Linked DNA regions of Oncorhynchus mykiss: region 2 is linked to region 1. The links are chromatin contacts, called in public Hi-C maps. All regions are on one chromosome and are shown on one strand. The core of a region is the stretch at or near the end of the contact, and the rest is flanking DNA. Distances in the headings are between cores, read along the strand shown. Region 1 holds the start of lactb2 (endoribonuclease LACTB2). Region 2 holds the start of LOC110530272 (deubiquitinating protein VCIP135).

Region 1 (5,670 bases), core at 1,158-3,657:
CTGTAGACCTTTTTGAGGATCTGAGGGCCCATGTCAATCATTTTCATCCTCCTGAGCGGGAAGAAGCGTTGTAGTGCCCTCTTCACAACTGTGTGGGTGTGTGTGGACCATGTTAATTCCTTAGTGATGTGGACACAGAGGAACTTCAAGCTCTCAATCCACTACAGACCCGTCGATGTTTCATCACAGCAAGAGGAGGGATAGTAACAAGTCAAGCATCCTTCATTGGTGGTGACATCATACAAGGCAGTCAACGGTTTGTCAGGGGACAGAACATGTTGATACATTTCAAGAAGGGTTTATGCAGACGCAAAGAAAATGTTATCACAACTTTGACTTGAAGAGTCCTTCACTGCACTCAGGGCTCATGCATACATCATTGCTTGTGTCTCATTTGAACGGACTCGGGACTGACAGGGTTAGGTTTAGGGGTGTAATGAACGGTGAGATATTGCTTGAATACAAGGATTCTGAATGATGAAACTAGTAAACAGCAGATATATGGAGTACAGTCAGAATAGTATAAGAAATACATAGGCGAAGTAGAGACTGTATTTGGATGATAATACTTTGATAACAACACAAGCAAAGTGGGATATTCAAGAGATAATTGTGACTCGGGCATCCTCACTACTGCTCCCATAAAATATTAGTGGGTGTATATTGCAGTGATTTGTTGAAGGACAGTTGAGAGATTACACATCAGGCATCTACCCTAAAATGTCTGTTATCTATAATCCATATTTAAACTCTCATCCTGCTACACCTGCTTAGTCATACATTATTAACGCAACGTGTCTTCGGTCCAATGAGCTGGTTTCTCTCCCTCTGTCTCTCTCCTTCTCTCTCTCTCCCAGTCTCTCTCTCCATTTAAACCATTGGTAAATTAAGTTTCTAAATGGGAGATGTAATTACGCAACGTTTTTGTGCATTTTCAATAATAAATGATGATAAAATTAGTGCCGTTATATTCCCTATTTTTGTGAATTATGAAGGGTTCTGTGATGTTTTTAAATGGAAGAAATAGTTCATGTCTGAATAGCACTATGGTTCAGTAAGCCTATAACAAGGGCACTATGATGGATTTGTGAAATAAAACGCTTTAACCAAAGGATTCTTCAAACATCCTCAAACTTCTCTCATTTTCCCTTATCCTCTACGACCCCATTCATATTTCACCAAAATTCACACAAAACAATTTATTGTGATTAGGCATGTAAATAAAAATGAGATTTCTACATTTCTTTCTCCATTCTTTCTCCCGGTCATTTACATTTATATTGAATTAGCAGCAGTGGAGAGAGAGTGAGGTGCAGAGGGAAGGAAAGCAGAGTGATTATAATGTGAGATTACAGACAGATTGCACAGCCATTATGTTGTGTAATTACAGAGGGAGAGAAGAGAAGAAAAGGGCCCTGATACCCAGATGGCAGGATCCATTTCATTTAGAAAAGGTCTCTGCTACCTCTCAACGCTCCTGTAAATATTATATAGACCAAGCAGCCATTTTTATAGGTCACAATTTATGAGAGACAAATATCAAACACAGCATTCAGTGGGATGGGTTGTGTTATGGGTGTAGTTGGACCCATTGTACGATTTACAGCTGCATCCTATGTCAGTTTTATGGGTTAATTTGACTGTATTGATCTCTTGTAATGCATGTACTATTACTCATGAAGCACTTAGGGGGGTAATAGAATGAATAAAATAAATATCACACAGCTTTATTTAAGATCATGCTGTCCCTTATATTCTATATAATGACGATACGGCCAATGCATAGGAACTGCAAAGTCAAAACACATTAAATGAGTTGGTGTTAAATCGTGTAATAAATGACATGTAGAAATGTGTGAAGGTCTATTACATTTATGCCGATGACAGCAGACAAAAATCATTTAGCTTTACTTACTATAAATAATTAAAGTCAATACACTTACAGAGGCTAAACAAACCCAAGGTGATATTTAAACTGGAAAGAAACAAATGCTCACACACACATGACGTATAGTTGTTTTCAACAGTTTGTGCTGAAAACGGTCGTTCTTGTTTTTTTCTACAGAGAAATGTGCAAATGTGTTTATCATAAATCGTAATTATCTTATTATCCTGTCACACTTTATCTACAACATACTGATATAGTCAATTGATTAACCATGTATCTCTGAATAAGATTTGACAATGGCTCTACCTATTGACCTAGCTCAGTTACTACCATCTCGTGCTTGTGTCTGTCATATATATATATTATTTTTTTTTGGGGGGGGGGGGGGGGGGGGGGGGGGCAGTATTTACGATGTACTATAATTATTATGAAATTATATGCAATCGTTTTGTAGTTTGAGGCTAAATTGTTTAGACTTTTAGCAAACACTTTTATTTGGATAATGAGGCTTTTATTTTGAAACGAGGTGAGGTGCCACGTCACACAGGAAGTAATCCTCCACTCCAGGTCAATGTTTATTTACATCGGAGAGGTGAAGTTCAAAGCTAATTTACAACTTCAGCGTCTTGGACTACAGATTTTATTTTCACATTGCACGGGGCTTTGAGTTACTAACATCAGCACAATTGATATACGTACCTGATTGCGTCGTGAACCATGAGTGCAATACTCCCTCGTATCGAGCAGCTATCGTCCAGAGTTGTGCGAATCCTGGGATGCAACCCTGGTCCAATGACACTACAAGGAACCAATACGTATTTAGTTGGAACGGGGAAAAGGTATTTTCGTTTTGTGGAAATGTATTCCACACCTGTACTAGCCTCGCATTTCCCCTCTTGGACAGCATTGCTTCATGCGTGCCTATCCATTTTCAGTTGAAGGTCTAATGTAGTACAATTTTATTGAAAGAGTGTTATGGATATGGAAACTACACAAAAGTATCAAACTGCATGAATTAAATTCAGACCATTCTTGTTTTAAGGCGAGTGTTGATAGACACAGGAGAGCCTGCCGTCCCTGAGTACATCAGCAGTCTCCAACAAGCCTTGAGCCAGTTCAACACTGCCATCCAGGAGATCATTGTCACCCATTGGCACCACGACCATACAGGTGGGGTGATCGACATCTGCAGAGACATTACTGGAAGTGAGTGACAGACACCTGACGATAGTAACTGTCTCATTTTGTCAGCCACAGATTGACAGCTTCAGAGGCGTTATGTGCTTTTTGTTGACGCTGACTCAGAAAGCCACACATCACTTGTGTGCCTATGTGCTTTTATTTCTCCACGCAGGTTCTGAGTTACAAGTAAGTAAACTCCCTCGCTCTCCCCCAACTGACGAAAGAATAGGACCAAGTAAGACGTACACTTACCTGAAACATGGAGACGTCATAGAAACTGAGGGGGCCACACTGAAGTAAGTGTAACGTTACTGTGTAAATAGTGTAGTGCCAGTGTTTGACTTGGGCAGCAGCTCACCGGAGCTGAGTACCGGCACCTCCATTCTACTGCTTGAGCTCCTGCACCTCTTATAGAATGTTGGCTCAGAAGTATTGTGAAGCTCCTGCACCTAAATATAAACAGTCCCGGCACCTATTTTAGTCCAAGTCAAGCACTGTGAAGTGCATAAGCTTTATTATGGCTCTATGTATAACTGTGGGTGTGTGCATTTGTGTGCGTGCGCAGAGTCCTATTCACCCCAGGACACACAGATGACCACATGGCCCTTGTTTTGGAGGAAGAGAAGGCCATCTTCTCAGGAGACTGTATTTTGGGGGAGGGAACGGCCGTGTTTGAAGATCTCTATGACTATATGAAATCTCTGCAGATTCTGCTGGACTCACAGGCTGACCTAATATACCCAGGTTTGTTATTGAGCTCTAAAACACTTATTAAAACTCATGGGAATGCGTCCCAAATGGCACCTTATTCCCTATTTAGTGCAGTAATTTTGTCCATATGCCCTGGTAGTGCACTAAATAGTGAATAGGGTGCCAATTGGGACGTAGAGTGTGTCATTAAGTGGACACAAATATATAGATGTCTGAAGCCACATGACATCATGATTTGAGAGGCTCTTCTTCAGATTACTAGTTTACATTTACAGCTATGTCAACTATGCATAGGACTTGATACAAAAACATCTATGTTACTTTCTTCCCAAACTCATTTCTTTAGGTCATGGACCTGTGGTCCAAGACGCTGGTTCTAAGATCCAGCATTACATCAGCCATAGAAACCTCAGAGAGCAGCAGATCCTCAGTGTCCTCCAGGCAGCCGGAGGGAACACATTTTCATCTATGGAACTGGTCAAAGTCGTCTACAAGGTTTGTACATTACAACTTAAAGTTAGGGGCCCGGTTGCATAGAACATTTTAAGTGTTTTCCTTAATCCCTTAAGGAATAATTTCCCTTTATCTAAGGGAATTGTTCAAGGGCGTTGCATAGAGCCCCTCAAATATTTCCTTTAAGTAAGGGCATTCTTAAGGGGTTTTACAGGAGTTTGAAGACATGTATGGCAGAAAGAGTATCTGGTTACCATGGAAATGGCATGATTCACTGACTCGTTTTGTGAGATAACAAAATAGGACTTCTGCAATCAAGACAGGATAACCAAATTGCTTCAGAAGATAGTAAACCACATTTATTGAAGTTACTTTTTTCGAAACTTGTTTATATTACTTTCTAGTACGTCAAGCTAGCTTATAGAGTAGCTATAGCTACAATGGTTGCTCCACTAAAAGTTTAGTAGTTTAGTACGGTACCCTGCGTCACTACTTCATTGCTCCAGACCAGCGCAAGGGGGAGTTAGAGCACTGATTATGCTTTTGGATCCCAAGGCGCTACTGTGTGTCTAACTGAAAATGAATGGGCTACATAAACCTAAATAGAAACTGATAATTGTGCACGACTTCAGTATCACTTAATAAAACTGTTGTTACACTAAGGTTTTTATTCTAAGAGAAGCTTAGACTACAATTAGGGTGTGGAAATGTTAGGATTACTTTGCTCTTACTGTAGTACTGTAGCCTAAAGTCATGTTGTACAGCGCCCAAGTGGCGCAGCGGTCTAAGACACTGTATCGCAGTGCAAACTGATGCTGGTTCAATAACTGTGCCGGCCGCGACTGGGAGACACATGAGGTGATGGTAGGCTTTTGATTTCTCTCCCTCTAAAAACAGAAATAAATCATTCTAAATAACAAACTGGCTTTATTTACAAATTAGTAACAATGTCTCACCCCATGTTCAAGAATGGCCTTTTTCTCGCTCACTTTAAGTTATTTGAAAACAAAATATCGTTATTTTTATTTTTAAAACAAAGCAATTATTATTATTAAATGATTTAGAGTGATTAGATATTCTCACAGATATATTATTAACCCTGTTTTTCACAAGCGTAGCATGCTGTGAATTCTGCAAACGTTTCTAGCAGGACAATATATACTATCCACATGTTCCCGCTGTTCTTAGTGCCTGTCTGCACTGTTCAAACTAAAACAACGTAACTAATAATGGTGCAAAAAATGGCCCTTTAGATTTGAATTGGGTGGGCAGATATTATTAAATATTAAAGCATTAGACCTCTCACTAAAGGCGTCAGTCAAAAGTTATTCTTAAATCCGAAAAATTACATGAAAAGCGCACATTTGTAAATCCCAAACTCTAAAAGTAATTGGAAAGGTAGATACTAATTAATTGGGACATTGTGGCTTTTGGTT
Region 2 (5,670 bases), core at 2,190-4,689, 180 kb after region 1:
GAATCTGTGTGTGCACAAAAATGTACACCCCTTTGAGTCCCCAGGACCAGGACTGAGAACCACTGCTCTACATTGGGACCTCTTCATATGCAGACAGGCTTTCATACTCTAACTCTCTTTATCTGAGGACAGAAAAACTCACAAGAAACAGACTTTATTATAGTCAAATTACACCGCACTGAATATTGTTACTATTATCTCCATCCTCACTTCCAGGGAAAGGAACTACACTAAAGTACCTGCCCTATCCAGAATAGCCTATTCTCTCAGCTTGACAGGTGGGGCTGCTATCCTTTTACCCTTCTCCATGGCGTTAGCTGCCTACCTACGGAATGCATTTTGAGTTTTTAATTTTTTTTTTTACAGTGTACACTGTAGCTAGTTAGCTAATAATACATATATTTTTTGAAACATTTTCGAAATATATATTTTTTTTAATGAATAGGTTATCCCAGCCATGTGGACAATTGGAAACAGGGCAGCAAAGTTTGTTTGTCACCAGAGCGTTTTAGAGGATATTACTATTGAACTATGTACCCATTTAATAACAAGACCTTCAAACAAACTTGCTATGCTGAATTCTTGACTCACAATCGAGAAGGCTGCCATATGCTGCCAGCACGCCCGCAAGCGAGTTACAATGGGCGGCCTAAGCATCACTCGCCAATTTACCACTATCTAGTGTGCCTGCACCTCGATGTCTGCGTCCCTGTGAAAATCGAATTAGCATAATGCAAAATCCACATCAAAATCCGTCCAATTTAAAGTAGAGATCTGTTATCCTCCACCTGTGTCGCATCTGCGGTGAAAGTTGACAGCGGTAAAGCGGTTTTTGTCAGGCCATGAGACATCCTGAAAATTGGTCTTCTCACAAAATCGTATGTAGCGTCCAAACGGTTTGGCCTACAAACTATTATGGAAAGAATAACTTACGTTAGATATTTCTGGGGGGGACTAGCTGTTGTTCCATGTGGTGAACCTATTATTCAATGCGTTTGTATGGGCTAATAGCAGTAAAGCAAAATAAAATATATATTGACATTGATTACAACAAAATGTTTCTCGAATTTGGGAAGACTGTAGCTAGCTAGTGGCTAATACTAGCTAATGTTGCCAACATATGACTCCTTATATGTTGCTGTCTCCTCATGCATGTACCGTTAATCTTTTGACACAGCAACGTTAGAGATTCGTTAACACACACTTGTATTGCACATACTCTGTTCTAGAAGTGTATAAATGTAAAACATATTCAGGTAAATTAATTAATAAATAAATTAGGTTGATTTGTGCAAAACCAAAACGCATCATGGTACTTGTAGTAAATTTTAAGCCAAATAAACAACTAATTTATCCAAATCTGACTGTAATAGGCATAGTTACTTGACACAATAAGATAATAAATCTTACTTAGTATTCGTTAAATTATTATATGTGTCCTGGTTTGGACTCATATCAAAAGATAAACGCAACTAGCACAGTTTAGAAAACTATCTGTACCACAACCCATGGAAAACTGCGTTTCGCCACAGACGCTCAACAGAGTCAGGGCAGCAGCATTGAGACTTCCGGTTTTCAGATTTTACCTTCAAATTAAAAGTCTGCCTTAAAACGCTATGTGTATGATACAAAATCAATCATTTTTGCAGATTTTCAAGGTGCATAATGTTAAAATGATGCGATTTTTTTTTTACTACATGGTGGGAAAATCTCAAGAGTATTACTACTTTGTATAAGATAAATAATTTTATAAGGTGGGGCACATTGAGAAAGGGTTGGAGATTAAGTCAATTCATGTAAAGAACATATTAGCCTACTGGTAAAACATATATATATATATATACAATGACAAGCTAAGAAAATAACTCGTTATTTTGATTGTATGAATCTTGTTAATTTACTGGTGTTATTGTTCAAGGATGCAATTTTGAAATGTAATGTTTAAGAAAGGTCTTACTGTATTCTGTACAGGAAAACAATGGATTGGTCCATAAAACCATCGTCCAGCATACTCACCAGAGTCCCTATTATACAAAAAAAGGTCAGTTTGATTTTTAAAAATCTAGGTCATATCCAGTGTTGCTGGACTTTTACTGCAGTCAAACAGCTTAAAATGGAGCCACTGGACACTACGGTACAAATATAACACTGTACAGGCAAAACGATCAATTGTGTGTCTATAAAACCAGGATCCAGTCTACTCACTACAGTCCTTAGAATACAAATCAGGTGAGTTTGAACAAGGTCAGGAAGTGTTGCTAGACCTTTACTGTGGTCAAACAGCTTAAAATGGAGCCACAGGGTCCATCCAGTCTATTCACTAGAATCTACCTTTTCCTAGTGAGCACAGAGCTATTTTATGAGGCAATTATATGTCACACAACCACAGAAACTTGAACTCACAAGTCCAAGATGAAACCATTTTGATGAATTGCGACCAGGGTAGGTTGAAGAAAAGTGCGGTTAAACTCTGTGATAACCGTTGATAGGCTATAGGCATCATTTGGGTGATTTGTCTAGCCAAAATGCTTGAAATGCTCCTCAAAGACAGATATAATAATTATCGTATAAAAGGTGAGAGAAAGCGATGTGAGTTATGAGTTTGCTAGATGAATGAAAAGTGACGATCCATTCAGAACAGCCTTGCTGATGGAAGTTTTGTAATTCAATTATAATGTTGGTAATTTACAGGTGTGCCAGTCAATTAACACCCCATCTACTGGCCACATTGTTAACATTGTTTCTTTTAAGTAATTCTTTTCTTTCCCAATCACCAGGGAATAGTTGGAATTTGGCACACACATTATAGGGAAAGCCAAGAGTGCAAGTCTGGTATGGAATGGCGTTTATTTCACATTGGAAGCAAACAAAGAGAAAGCTATAAATTAGTTCATGTATAGTTTCATCATTTAGATATAGTCCTCAATTCGTCAGTCAGCAGAGTTAAAGTGACAGTACAACAGTGTAGAAGTATGATTTAGACTCAACATGAGTTCATCGACCTCATAGCCTCAGAGAAGGTGCTGATAAAATCAAATCAAATGTGACCAAGTCTTGCTGTCCTGGGTCTCATCCGTTTACTTGAAGGAAGAGGCTTGAGGAGGCGATTGGCTGTTTTGTGTTCTACGCACTCTCGTGAGTATACTGGAGTGGGTGGAGTAGAAGGTTTTGCTGGGCATAGACCTCAGTCCCCATGAAATAACACCATCAACAGACCCTACTGGGTAATCCCAACCCCACCTTTACTTCGGCACCTAGAATAGTTTTCTAATGCAAATGTCATTTAATTATGAACATTTACTCATTGTTAATGTTTCGACAATTATTGTTCATTATCATGAATAAATTAAACATTTCTACTATTATGTGGGGAACTTTTATTTTGAAAATTGCTGAAATTACATGACCCGGAAGTACCTTTTTTAGTGTTGCTGACGAAACGCTAGTCGTTCGTTCATGGAGAGAAAAAAACAATCGCTTCCGTGTTGTTATCGGTTGTTATTCTGGCAAATACTAGCTTAGTTCTTGAGTAAAAGCGGGATTGCTAGGCAGTTATTTGGTGGTTAAACCATTATGGTCTTGTAGGATCAATACATAGTATAGTTTTATTCGCCAGAATGTCGTTGCTACAGGGCTCCAAGAAAAAGGACAAGCGTATTTTGTCCGGTACCTGCCCAGACCCGAAATGCCAGGCGAGGCTATTCTTCCCTGCTTACGGTTCGATTAGCATTGAATGCACAGAGTGTGGCCAACGCCACGAACAGAATAATCTTTTAAATGTGGAAGAAGTAACTGATCCAGACGTTGTGCTTCACAATTTGTTAAGAAATGCCTTACTCGGTGTCACTGGTGCACCGAAAAAGGGAACAGAGCTGGTGAAAGTGATGGGGCTTTCCAACTACCATTGCAAGCTCCTTTCTCCTATTCTCACAAGGTATGGAATGGATAAGCAGACGGGAAAAGCGAAACTGCTGCGGGAAATGAATCAAGGAGAAATGTTCGACTGTTCACTTCTAGGAGACAGGGCGTTTCTAATTGAACAGGAGCATGTATCTACGGTTGGCTATGGCAAGGACAGATCCGGGAGCCTGATATACCTTCACGACACTTTGGAGGAGATGAAGAAAGCAAACAGCAACAAAGAATGCCTCATTCCTGTTCATGTGGATGGAGATGGACATTGTCTTGTTCATGCTGTGTCCAGGGCCCTGGTAGGCAGAGAACTGTTCTGGCATGCCTTGAGAGAGAATTTGAAACAACATTTCAAACAAAACTTGGATCGCTACAAGGCACTCTTTCAGGATTTTATTGATGCAGCCGAATGGGAGGACATCATCAACGAATGTGACCCCCTGTTTATCCCACCGGAGGGTGTGCCACTGGGACTTCGGAACATTCACATATTCGGCTTGGCCAATGTGTTGCACCGCCCCATAATCTTGTTAGATTCACTGAGTGGAATGAGGAGCTCTGGGGATTACTCTGCAAGTTTTCTCCCTGGGCTTGTGCCGGAAGAGCAGTGCAAAGGAAAAGACGGGAAGTTTAACAAGCCTATATGCATCGCCTGGAGTAGCTCAGGGCGTAACCACTACATCCCCCTCGTCGGGATAAAGAACACCCTTCTCCCCAAGCTGCCACCGAGGCTTCTCCCCAAGGCATGGGGAGTGCCACAGGAGCTCATCAAGAAGTATATAAAGCTGGAACAAGATGGGAGCTGTGTCATCGGGGGAGACAGGAGCTTACAAGACAAGTATGTGATGAGACTGGTCAATGCCATGGAGGAGATCTTCATGGAGAAACATGGAATCCACCCCTCCCTGGTGGCAGACGTGCATCAGTACGTTTACAGACGGACCGGTGTGATCGGCGTCCAACCCGAAGAGGTGACGGAGGCTGCCAGGAAATCAGTCATGGAAAACCGGCTACATCGCTGTCTGATCTGCAATGCACTCTCTGAGCTTCATGTTCTACCTGAGTGGCTGGCTCCAGGTGGTAAGCTCTACAACCTGGCTAAATCCACCCACGGGAAGCTCAGACCTGACAAGAACTACAGCTTCCCGCTGAACAAGGTTGTCTGCTGTTACGACCCTGAGAGGGACATCCTCATTCCTGACTACAAGCTGAGCTCTTTGAACACATGCAACTGGTGCCACGGCACCTCCGTGCGCCACATCCATGGCAACGGCTCTGTGGTGTATCTGGATGGAGACAGAACAAACACCCGCTCCCAGGGGGGCAAATGTGGCTGTGGCTTTAAGCACTACTGGGAGGGAAAGGAATACGACAATCTGCCAGAGGCTTTCCCCATCACTCTGGAGTGGGGTGGGCGGGTCGTGCGGGAGACTGTGTACTGGTTCCAGTATGAGGTTAATGTGGACCTGAACAGCAACGTGTATGATGTCGCCATGAAACTGGTCACCAAGCATTTCCCTGGGGAGTTTGGCAGTGAGCTCCTAGTGCAGAAAGTGGTGAACACCATTTTACATCACACTGCCAAGAAGAACCCAGACGAGTATAACCCAGTCTCCATTGACGGGGCGCATGCTCAGAGGCTCACAGACGTGGTGGAAACTCAGCAGGCTGTTGACACACAGCCACCGACTAAGATCATACTAACTGGGCAGAAATCAAAGACCATTCACAAAGAGGAGCTTACAGTGAGTAAGGCAG

What was found. A called contact is a pair of places that touch in the nucleus more often than the background predicts.
Region 2: a Hi-C map of liver shows a contact between it and region 1, with 7 times the contacts expected there. The contact joins the promoter of LOC110530272 here to the promoter of lactb2 in region 1. A contact is called at or near these places in 2 of 3 Hi-C or Micro-C datasets (blood and liver).

What each region holds. Positions count from the first base shown.
Region 1 is chr8:60,959,309-60,964,978 of USDA_OmykA_1.1, forward strand. lactb2 (endoribonuclease LACTB2) reads left to right here and starts at 2,408. Exons shown (of 7, transcript XM_021613185.2): 1 at 2,408-2,727; 2 at 2,931-3,058; 3 at 3,243-3,366; 4 at 3,636-3,814; 5 at 4,128-4,276. The coding sequence starts at 2,606.
Region 2 is chr8:61,142,303-61,147,972 of USDA_OmykA_1.1, forward strand. LOC110530272 (deubiquitinating protein VCIP135) reads left to right here and starts at 3,440. Exons shown (of 3, transcript XM_021613194.2): 1 at 3,440-5,670. The coding sequence starts at 3,618.